Regions from separate parts of the Mus musculus genome. Here regions 1, 3 and 4 are each linked to region 2. The links are chromatin contacts, called in public ChIA-PET, HiChIP or PLAC-seq and promoter capture Hi-C maps. All regions are on one chromosome and are shown on one strand. The core of a region is the stretch at or near the end of the contact, and the rest is flanking DNA. Distances in the headings are between cores, read along the strand shown.

Evidence for each region. ChIA-PET counts read pairs in DNA pulled down with a chosen protein or histone mark. HiChIP or PLAC-seq counts read pairs in DNA pulled down with a chosen protein or histone mark. Capture Hi-C pulls out chosen DNA fragments and counts their contacts.
Region 1: an H3K4me3 HiChIP or PLAC-seq map of embryonic stem cells shows a contact between it and region 2, with 9 times the contacts expected there. The contact joins the promoter of Ppil4 here to the promoter of Lrp11 in region 2. A contact is called at or near these places in 10 of 39 promoter capture datasets (the C10 cell line, the HPC-7 cell line, cranial neural crest and 6 more), 5 of 484 Hi-C or Micro-C datasets (CD4 T cells and embryonic stem cells), 8 of 115 datasets of contacts at active chromatin or transcription factors (the 230-238 cell line, effector CD8 T cells, embryonic stem cells and 1 more) and 4 of 9 other capture datasets (adipose tissue, embryonic stem cells, liver and 1 more).
Region 3: a contact with region 2 is called in an RNA polymerase II ChIA-PET map of memory CD8 T cells, with 26 read pairs. The contact joins the enhancer-like site here to the promoter of Lrp11 in region 2. A contact is called at or near these places in 1 of 39 promoter capture datasets (frontonasal cranial neural crest), 2 of 484 Hi-C or Micro-C datasets (bone marrow-derived macrophages and nephron progenitors), 5 of 115 datasets of contacts at active chromatin or transcription factors (SST interneurons, bone marrow-derived macrophages, embryonic limb bud and 2 more) and 2 of 9 other capture datasets (adipose tissue and liver).
Region 4: a contact with region 2 is called in a promoter capture Hi-C map of liver. The contact joins the promoter of Zc3h12d here to the promoter of Lrp11 in region 2. A contact is called at or near these places in 4 of 39 promoter capture datasets (embryonic stem cells, hematopoietic stem and progenitor cells and stem cell-derived epiblast-like cells), 4 of 115 datasets of contacts at active chromatin or transcription factors (the 230-238 cell line, effector CD8 T cells, embryonic stem cells and 1 more) and 1 of 9 other capture datasets (liver).

Annotation. Positions count from the first base shown.
Region 1 is chr10:7,791,597-7,794,296 of GRCm38.p6, forward strand. Ppil4 (peptidylprolyl isomerase (cyclophilin)-like 4) reads left to right here and starts at 1,298. Exons shown (of 13, transcript NM_026141.3): 1 at 1,298-1,424. The coding sequence starts at 1,355.
Region 2 is chr10:7,588,439-7,591,138 of GRCm38.p6, forward strand. It overlaps Lrp11 (low density lipoprotein receptor-related protein 11), which reads left to right and starts at 1,379. Exons shown (of 7, transcript NM_172784.4): 1 at 1,379-2,175. The coding sequence starts at 1,614.
Region 3 is chr10:7,437,758-7,440,457 of GRCm38.p6, forward strand. No RefSeq gene overlaps it. Among named protein-coding and RNA genes, the nearest start is that of Ulbp1, 34 kb to the right of the region's middle. Within about 2 kb of position 1,389, at least 18 of the 459 cell types and tissues checked have an H3K27ac peak or open chromatin away from gene starts, as enhancers often do. A contact at or near this core is called in memory CD8 T cells, where this site is marked.
Region 4 is chr10:7,831,113-7,833,812 of GRCm38.p6, forward strand. It overlaps Zc3h12d (zinc finger CCCH type containing 12D), which reads left to right and starts at 1,358. Exons shown (of 6, transcript NM_172785.3): 1 at 1,358-1,450.

The DNA.
Region 1 (2,700 bases), core at 48-2,547, 200 kb after region 2:
ATACCAATGCAAGAGATAAATAATAGTGAGAGGCAGAGAAGAGAGATGTATTCACAATGGCTTCATTGCTTACCAATGAAGCCATTCATTGATTGAACAAATCAGTCCAGTGACTTATCAACTCCTGCACAGCTATATCATCTCCATGTGTTCTAGCCCATATCCAATGATTTTCTAAACTAGAAGACGGTAACAGGTGCAGGGTTTTTGATTACACCCTTCTAAATGGGACCAGACTATAAATAAATTCATGTTTCTTTACCATCTTCTGTTTCCTAAATTCCTTGGAATATACGGAATAACACATGCGTGGTGAACACTTCTAGCCATGAAATTGCTTCAAATACTATTTTTCTTAAAAAAAAAAATGTTTACTTTTAAAAAGTCCTTTCTCCTCATCTTCCTGGATATGCCTATGATCTGTCATATCTCTGATTTTCACAAGTACACATTAAAATGACATAAAAGGGAATAATCTGCTTGATTAGAAAAGAGTATACCGGGCTGGAGAGATGGCTAACTGGTTAAGAGCACTGACTGCTCTTCTGAAGGTCCTGAGTTCAAACCCCAGCAACCACATGGTGGCTCACAACCGTCCGTAATGAGATCTGACTCCCTCTTCTGGAGTGTCTGAAGACAGCTACAGTATGCTTACATATAATAAATAAATAAATCTTAAAAAATATTTTAAAAAAGTAAAGAGTGTACTAAAACATGGAAATATGTTATCAGCATAAAAAAACCGGTAGTTTTTATTACATATCTCCAATGTAAGACTGAAGCCTTTGTATTCTAATTTGTTGCACAAAACCTCTGTGCTGTTAAGCCATGTCCAGTCCTGATCTACACACACTAGTATGATCAAAATCTACAACAACAAGAAAAACCCCAAACCAAAGCTTGTTAGTCACCTTTTCTTACAGCTTTCACCGAGCAACTGATGCCTCGGGCTTGGCGATTTTGATGGAGAGACTATGGAAACCCCAGGGCAACCTCTTCCAAAGGCAAGGGGAGGATGTGCCGCCGGCTTGGAGGTTTCTCAGCTCTCGGATGCCTCCGCTATTCCTACGGAATGGCCCTCTTGAGATACAGGTCTTTATATGGGTCACCAAGGGCGGAAGAGAGTCCTCAAACAGCCTCCACAGCCAGAAGACAGCGGGCACCAGATAACAGCTGCCGGGCCGAACGAGCCGGCCATTAGGCCGCGGGAAATCGCGCCTCCGAGGTGGGCGACGGCGCCCGCGGCTGACGCCAGAAGCCGTCGCACACGTCGTGACGTAAGACGTAGGCGCGCGCTGGTTGCGCATGCGCCTGTCATTGCCGGGGTGTTTGTTCCTGCGGAGGAGCCGGCGCCATGGCGGTTCTCTTGGAGACCACTCTGGGCGACGTGGTCATCGACTTGTACACTGAAGAGCGTCCCCGGGGTGAGACTGGAGGCCTTCGCGACCTGGCGGGGCCGTGAGCCCGCTGCCAAAGTTCCCTTTTCTTCGCTGTTTCTGGCTCGAGCTCAGTTTCATAGCAGGCCTTGGTTTTGTGTGTGTGTGTGTGTGGTGTGTAGAACTGTGGCTTGTGGGTCTGGGTGAGGTGTAGCTTTCGTGGCTATGCTTTCTTTACTCGTGAAAGGTAAAGAAAGGGTTAAATACGGTTTGACTTGACATCATTTGTCATGATGAAAGCAGGTAGGAAGTTGGCTGGTCTGCAAGGCGCCAGGGATCAGCTAGAGTTCAGGCGTCTGAATGTCCATTGAGGGAGGACGAAGCGAGCTCCAGTTTTAACTTCGAGTCCTAACAGATGGATGTGCACTTTGCTATGCAAAACAGAGAGGTGGGAAGAAGCCACATAAGAAACCTAGCCTTTTCGAAGATGAGTGTTAGATAAGGTGTACTTAGCAGTTTCTTTGGAGTTTTTCTGGTAATAGAAAGAAATCTGGCATTCTGGAACGAATTGGTATGTGAAATGAAATAGATGCCACTGACTTCCAGTCAGGCCAAATACTGGTAGGCCAGGTCCTTAGTAAGTCCTCTTTGCCATGTTGTTGGTTTGAACACTTCAGGAGCAGGATTATAGCATGGCACACTTGCCTTGGAGAGACACTAGGCTGCTGTGTGGAGAATGTATCCTTTGGGAGAATCGGGAAACTGGGAGAGATTAGCTACAATCATTGTCCTTCTCCCGTGGAATGCAGAGATTACCACAGAATGAAAGAAGGTGTGCTGCAGCACTGCACACAGGGAGTGCCTCCTGCCTGCACACCTTCTCCCATGCTCAACTGTTCCTCCCCTCCCTCACAAACCCTACACTTTCTGTTGCAGCCTTCTATATTCTTACTGTTGCCAATGCCCACACTCCTCTCCACTCCCTATCCTTCTGAGAACTTCATTTCCTGACTATATATATGTATATATATCCATGAATATATATGTGTATATATGTATGTATGTGTGTATGTATATATATATATATGTATGTGTATGTGTGTGTGTATGTGTGTATATATATATATATATATATATATATATGAAGAGCTCAACTAAAGCATGAGCTCTTCAGTGTAACACTTAGGTCAGCTACAGTTAGTCTGTTTCTTCTGTTTTGTCTGCAATGGTTTTATAAATCACAGCAGCACTCATGTTATTAGAACATGTACTTACTGTCCTGGAACTATGTGCATGATTGTCTCCTCCCAGTGATGTGCTTCAA
Region 2 (2,700 bases), core at 129-2,628:
ACATTGGAGCTAGTCATCTTCTAGTAGCTGTCAGACGAAGATGCAGAACTCTGAGCTCCTTCTTCAGTGCCATACCTGTCTGGATGCTGCCATGCTCCTGCCTTGATGATAATAGACTGAACCTCTGAACCTGTAAGCCAGCCCCAATTAAATGTTGTCCTTGTAAGAGTTGCCTTGGCCATGGTGTCTGCTCACAGCAGTAAAACCTAACTAAGACACCATGTACGAGGAAATAGTGTTTTTCAGGCAGAACAGGGCATTGAGGAGGCTGTGACAGCATGCACAAGATCTGCTCAGGGCGAAGCCAGAGAAGATCTTAGCACAGAGGCTAGGTAGTGGATAATAGAGTCCCACCATTGGCCAAGAAGCTGTTCACAATAGCTTGGGGGTGGGGTAGTGTTTTTTCAATCTGGTGACACTGGGTATATAAGCCCTACTCCAGAGGAGGCCCCATGTTCAAGAGGAGCTAGTCAACACAATTCAGATTCCACATTTCTGGGTTTAATGTTGTTTTTGGGTTTTAAAAGTGAAACAAGAAGGGAGGGAGGTGAGTGCGGATCTGGGTGGAGTAGGGGAAGGTATTAGAATATGGTAAAGATGTATGGAATTCTCAAAGAATAAATAAAAGCATTTAAAAACAAAAGGTGACTTCAAAATTAGTAATAATGAGCTTCTCCACGTGTCTAAGCACTTCGTGGGCACTGACTTACTTAACATTCATTTTAGAAATGAATACGATGATATCTTGATCTTGAAGCCGCACACTTCAGAGTATTGTGTTCTATCAGTCAAACTAAATCAGGTGTCATCCATCCCAACACCCAGTAAACTGATGGGAGATCATCAATCGGCCCAACCCTCCTTCCCATACTGCCCGGCCTTTGCCTCCTCACAAGTTCAGCTTTCTGTTGCTAAACTTCTGGTGTTTAAGTTCTCTAAACGAAACTGAAAGGCGAATTAGAACCTGAATGTAAATGTTTTGTTTCCTTTATTACCTACCATAGTCCAAATCTCTTTAATAATAAATAATGCAACGAAGTTGGATTCCAAAAGACTGCCAAAGTTGTCTGTGGTCCCCTGGCTGTACCCGTCGCTCTCCGTAGTAGCCCCGAACTTTAGACTGATGGATTTTCTGACTCTTCCCCTCCCTCCAACCCCGAGTGCCCTGCCCTGTGAGCTATGGCCTTGCGCGAGTCTGCTTGCTGAATGAGGCCTGATGGGCCCAAACACCCACGCTGCTTAGGGTGTGATCAAGCCGCGGAGCAGCCAGGCAACTCCGGGGAGTCCCCTCCTCCTCCCCACCGGGCGCCGGAGACCGACAGACCTGCGGAAGTCCCGCCCCGGAGCCGCCCCAGCACGCCAGGCTCCGCCCCGTCGCAGCCGCTGTCCGCACGCCGGTGCTGATCCACGTAGAGGCCGCTCGTCGTCCCGGTGCGCTTCCGCGGCCGGAGCGAAGATAGAAGCACCGAAAGCTCGCAGCCTGGTAGCAGGGCCAGGGCGGCGCCGAGTCCGGCCGAGTCCGGCCCGCGATGCCTCTCGAAGCCGGCACACTCGCCGCCTCCGTGAAGCAGCCAGGCCCCGGGGCCGCCGAGCTCTGAGGCCGCGCTCGTGCCATGGCCACAAGGGGAGGAGGACCGGGCCCCGGCTTCCGGCACCGCGCGCTCCGCGGGCTGCTGCTGCTCTGCCTCTGGCTGCCCGGCAGCCGGCCCGGGGAGCCCGCCGCTCCGTCGTCCGGAGTGGATAGGCTGCTTCAGGACTTTCGCCGGCAGCTACAGCGGGCACGGCCTCGCGAGGAGCTAGAGCCGGAGCTACTGGGCGGCCCGCGGGAGGATTGCCCGGGTGCGGGCGGTACGGCGGTCTACCGGGCGGTGCCCGATACCATCATCCGCACCCAGGATTCCATCGCGGCGGGAGCCAGCTTCCTGCGCGCACCCGGGAGCGTGCGGGGTTGGCGGCAGTGCGTGACGGCCTGCTGCTCCGAGCCGAGCTGCTCGGTGGCAGTGGTGCAGCTGCCCCGGGGGCCCAGCGTGCCCGCACCTATGCCCGCACCCCGCTGCTACCTGTTCAACTGCACGGCGCGCGGCCGCAGCGTCTGCAAGTTCGCGCCACTCCGCGGGTACCGCACTTACACCCTCAGTCGCGCCGAGGACGCCGCTGGGATCCCTCCCCGGCCAGGTAAGCGACGCCAGGAGGGTCCCGCCTGCTATCGAGCGAGCAAACTTCTCTGCTTCCAGAGGATTAAAGCTGTGGGTAACCGGGAAAGTGGTTCACATTTTTCTCTGACTTTGGGCTGGTGCTAAGAAAGTGCAATAGAGGGGCAGAAGCAGACAGGGTCCGTTGGGCTGCCTTTGGAAGATAAGGGGGCAGATCGGAGAGCACTGACGGATCGATTTAAGACGATAGCCCGGAACCTTCTTTGTCCCAGTAAAGATTATTTTAGTTTTATTTTGTCTCATAGGTTTTATAAAGCGTGTTTTACCGCAGGAAATAGCAAGGACAAGATTTGATTAGATGCAGAATTGCTCCTAAATACCCACTCCTGCTTCCTGGTTTGGCTCTCTGCCAACACATAGCTCCTTCAGATATAAAAATATGAAGGAAAACTTGTCACTCCATCTCCATTCTTTTCTTCCATCCCTTGCCCAAAAATTTCCCCACATTCGTGACCTTGTTGGTTTTGTGTTCCACTCAATTTAAGGA
Region 3 (2,700 bases), core at 139-2,638, 150 kb before region 2:
TCTCTCTTTCCATTCTTTCTACATGTCTTTCTTTAAGGTGCTCCCCCCTCTCTATCATGTGTGTGTGTGTGTGTGTGTGTGTGTGTGTGTGTGTGTGTGTGTGTGTTACAGGCCTGATCTTGCGGAGATATCAAGCAAATTCTCAGAGCTGCTGAGAGTTCAGCAGTGCAACGATGAGCTTATGGCTGGAGAACAGGATTTCCCATCATTCCATCCAGTCTTGCTCTCACATCCTTTTCTTCTCCTCTGATGACACATTTCCTGACTCTTGGATGGAGTGATATACATGTTTCATTTGGGAAATGTGTTTCCCATGCTTTTAGATCATCCCCATGAGGCAAACCATTGGTGTCCTAGTTGGGAAACTCTCTTCTTGCCTTCCTCCTTTTCCTCTGTTGTTTGTGGTGGTTCTTGTCCATGCACAGCTGAAGATTTCTGTCTCAGGAGACTTGGTAGGGAGATCCAATGCCCTCCAGGTTTGAGTCTGCACCACCGGTATTTGTCAGCTAGTATCACAGTATAAGCTCATGAATGACTCTCAGACTTTTTTGCACTGCTTATGTGCTAATGACTTTTTCATATGTGTCCTCTACTGGTGAAGGGAGAGCTACACTCATTTCCAGGAACCTGAATGTACTGTGAGAATCTCCTCATTCTCTCTCTCACTTCTCTAGGAAACCCTTCCTAGAAGACTTCCCCTCAATGATCTTTAGACCCAGCTGACAGCATCCATTGTCCAAGCAAAGCAGTTTTACTTTACTTGTTCTCATCTCTTGTAAATCACAACCCATTCTTCTGCACTAGCTGGGCAGATACCACAGACTCTTTGTATCAATGGCATAGTAAAGACTTTGCTTCCCTCGAAAACTTCACAAGATGCCTCTACCATCTGCACTGATCTAAAAAATCTTCTCTTCCAAGCTATTCCAGAAGAGCTCACTGAGCTCTCAACACTCAGTGACCTTTCTAGCCCAAAGTCTCAAAGTTCTTCCACAATCCTGTCCACAGTACATCATCAGGTCTGTGACAGCAATACCCTACAATTCTGTACCAATTTCTGTACTAGTTTGGGTTACTATTGTTGTGATGAAACAATATGACCAAAATCAAATTGTGGATGAAAAGTGTGTGCTCACAAAGAAGACATGGTTTGTGAACAACAATGGAGACCGTAGATCTGACAACCTAATGGGCACTTTCAGGCTCAGTGTTGTATCTTGGGTAGGAGCAACTCTGCCTCTTGGCTACTGTGCTTTCTAATTCATCCAGGATGTACTCTCAAAAACTGGTGAGATTTGATGTTCAAGTTATTCTACAGGAAACACGTATTTCCTTTGTAACACCAGGGGCTTGCTGATGGCATTTCAGGTGTTTCCTGTAAGTTATACCTCTCTGGTCACAATTCAGGCAAGGATTCTGTGATACTTGCAGCTAGCCCTCATGGCTGTGTGACAGGATCCTCAAGTGTAAGAAAGCTACCCTTTGTTTCTCAGTAGATCCTCTTCTTTCCAGTCTCCCACCCTGTGATCTCCTCTTGATTTTGCTCTGTCCCCTCTCAGCCTCAGTCTACAGAGCCCTCTCATATGCTCCTTCCCCTGCCTAGATGTGGGCTTTCCTTCACCCTTACTGTAGAACATTGTATAGAAGAAACTGAGGGAACAATTAGAAGCTGCCTTCTCTCCAGCAAAGATTTCCTGCCAATAGTAGAGGAACTTGCTTTCTAACCCACACCACCAAAAGTGGCTTCATTTTTCCTTCCTTTACTTCACTGTGCCCCTCTCAAGGTTCTGTGTAAGCTCTGTGTCTGAGGTCTCCATCTTCTACCTTGTCCCTACTAAGGGTCTAGTCTGTTAAAAACTGATTATGGTATGTGGTCTTCTCATTTCCTATTACAGTGCTGAGAGATGCTTCCATGTGGATAAAAGGAGAAACCGTCCCTCCAAAGGGTAAGAAATCTTTATTCTGGAGGTAAATATTAAAGACCATGTCCAGTCTACAAGAATGAGCCCAAAGTTAGATAATCTACAAGTTTATGTGATAGCAGTTTTATTAACTTTTTATACTAAAGACACAAGGAAAGACACAAATCAATAATATTTCAAATACATCATTTGGTGTATACCACAGATAGGTTATATCAAGTCTTGGAAATCTTACCTCTGGTGCTCAGATGGTATTTGCTAAAATTTTAGCTTTTTAGATTGGGGGAATCCAGAGGGGCTGTTCACACTTTCTCAGATTGTATCTAATATTCATAATAATGTTAGGGCACCAACTATAGTAGGCAGTATAGTAGGCAGTACTAAGTGGGCTAAAGATGAACCAAGACAATATATCTTTGAGCCTGTGGTGTCCTAGCATCTCACATCTTTGAGGATCTACTCAGTCAATTGGCTTTTGTAGGTCTAGCTCTTTCTGTGAACTCCTGTTCACAGATACAATGCTTTTGTGTTATTTTGTGGCCTGGCTCAGCTCTATCCTGTGTCTTTGATTTGATTTATATGTTCTGTACCTGTAGATCAATGCTATGCACTAAGGTTTGCATAAGTCCTTTCCTGAAAGGCTTTAACTTAAATAGACTGATAAGTAAGAGAACAGACAAAGTTAGTGGAAATTTGTTTTAATTCATGAGATAAAAGCAAATGTAACACATTAGATTGTTTTAAATTTGGGAAGAAAAAGCAAATATCGGCATTATAC
Region 4 (2,700 bases), core at 108-2,607, 240 kb after region 2:
GTGTGTGTGTGTGTGTATGTGCACTCTGCCACAGTGTGTGTCAAGGTCAAGGGACAGCTTGCAGGAATGGGTTCTCTTCTTCCACATGTAGGTCCTAGGTATCACAGGTTATCAGCCTCGGCCATGGGTGCCTCTACCTGCTAAGGCATCTCAATGGCCTATAAATCAAGATTTTTATATCCCATATCCCCGGTCCATCTTAATAATCTTCCCAGAGCTTCTGAGACCTGTTGTCTTAGACCTAAGCTCTCAAGGCTAGGTGTGGTAGTTCACACCTTTAATCTCAGCACTGGGAGGCCGAGGTAGGAGGACTGAGTTCAAGGCTAGCCTAGGTATAGCATGCTCAAGGATGGCCTAGAATACATACAAAGACGGTGTTTCAAAAAACATAAATGACCCAGTGGGTAAGAGTGTTTGCTGTGCAAGCAGTAAAGAGAGCCGCCGAGCCCTTTTTCCTCCTGATTAGAAATCAGGAGGACCTGATTTCTAATCTCCATCACCCAGGAGAAAGCCAGGGCATTCTTGCTTCCTCAGACCCAAGTCCCGGGTTCAAAACTCAGCTTAACTCCTTAGCTATATCCTTGAAGAAGTCTTTGTTAGGGGTGTTATCTGGTGGGAGGTGGGCTGCTATACCTTTTTTTTTTTTTTTTTTTTTTTTTTTTGCATTGCTATGAAAGACCCCAAATTCAGGAAACAGAATTCTGAGTCTGCTCTCTGTACTTGCTCTATGTATAGCGGCTGAATGGTGCATTGTGTAGGCCTGGGATCAGATGTGAGCTCCTCAGTTAGAGAAAGCTGTCACTCACTCCATGTAGGACTGCAGTAAAGAGAGCCGCTGAGCCCTTTTTCCACAGGGGGTCATTACTTCTTGAGACTCCTGGCTTTGTGGGTGACGGGCAGAATCCTCTCAGCCCAAGTTCCATGAACAACTTGAGGCGGTCTTTGCCCTTCCCGCTTCCCTTTGACAGTCTATGGTCTTCTTCAGCTGAGCATCGACTTCCCCTAGAGCATCTTCAAGCAGATGGGCTTCCCAGCCACCAGGAGTGGGAACTTAGCAGCTCTTCTCACCCTCCGATTCCATTCGCGGTGCTTTTGCCCTCTTGGACTCCTGGCTGTCCCGGGAGGAGGCGCGTTTGTTTTGCACGGTTGCTGTACTTTGCTTTGACTGGGGCGGAGGCGTGAACTTCCTACCTCTCACTGCCTTCTTCCTTTTCTCTTTAACACAAAGTGTAAGTACCTTTTGCAGCTGAACGTGCCTTGCGCAGGAAGTGGAGCGCAGGCTTGGATCAGCTTCTAGCAGGGGTGTGGCCTGGGCGCTGGCCCTCCTCTGACTCCAGCAACTCCTGAGGGACTGAGCAGAGCACTCCCTAGCTGAAAAGAGAGGGGCACTGGGAAGGCTCAGGCAGCTGGGCCAAGTCTGCTGTGAGAGCCCGAGGGACACACCCTGCTGGTGAGTGCTTGTGCCCTGCTATCAATTAACGTGGCAGGCACAGTACAGACTTCAGTCAAGGGCATGGGAGAAGGGCATGTTAGAGACAGGTGTGTGAGCCAGGACTGCCCTCAACACCCTGGCTTCTCACACCTGAGACGTTCTGTTAGGTGTTCAAATTACGGAAATACGGTAAGCATCATTAACTGCCTTTAGATGCAGGGTCTGCTCAGTTTTATCAAGGATCATTCTGTGTGACGGGGGAGGACGGGGGTTAATCCAGCCAATTGAAGTAAACCTCCCATCTGCGGGCTTCGTAGCAACGTTGAATGCTGTGGCGTTCAGGAGTGGACATTGCTTTATTCTTTCCAGGCTCACTAAAGTGTCTACCAGTCTAGACAGTGGCTCGGCGGGGTCTACTTTCCTGGCTGGAGAGAGATCAGGAGTTTTGGCAGCAGCCTCAAGACTGATGAAGAGATTGATTGGTCTTAGCCTGATATGGCTAATTCTTTGCAGAACTAGAAACCCAAGCTTTGTCACCCAAGATTAGGGAGTTTTCTCCCAGGCCTGATGATGCTAATATGGACCTGGCCTAAGGATAGGTCTATGGCCCATGGCTCTAAATGCTTCAAGCATGCCTGTAAGTTACCTATAGCAGCAGAGAAGGATGGGGGTGGCAGGGAGTAAGTCTGAGGAGAAAACAAAAGTCCAGGCCAGAACATGTTCATAACAGTTTGAGTGACAGTAGCCAAGAGACAGAAGCAGCCAAAGTAGCCCCTGTGAGTGAACACACACACATATGGATTATGATTCATAATCCACATGGGTTGTGATTCTGCCTCAAACAAAAGGGAAATTTGGACACAACACGGTAGGAGCTTGAGGTTGTTGAGCTAAGTAGAATGAATAGTGTCAGAGGATACATGTTGTGCGATCCCACTCCTGTGGGCCAGATTCCTGGACACAGCAGAAAGATGGCTACTAGCTAGGGCAGGGCAGGGCTTGGGGGCTCAGGAGGATGGATTTCAAGGGATGGAGAGTTCTGGAGATGGGTGAGCAAAGTGTAGACTACTCACCCATACAGGTGAGCTTAGAGATGGTTAAAATGGGGCCTTGTGCAAGCCAGGCAAGCACCCTGCTACTAAGATACAGGCCTAGCCCTCTGCAATAAGTTTTTAAATTACAAATTCTCTTTTAAAAAGGCAGAAGTGAGCAGGCTTAAAAAAAAAAAATCAGCCCTGTGGGATGAAATCTTAGAGTCTCTGTGACTT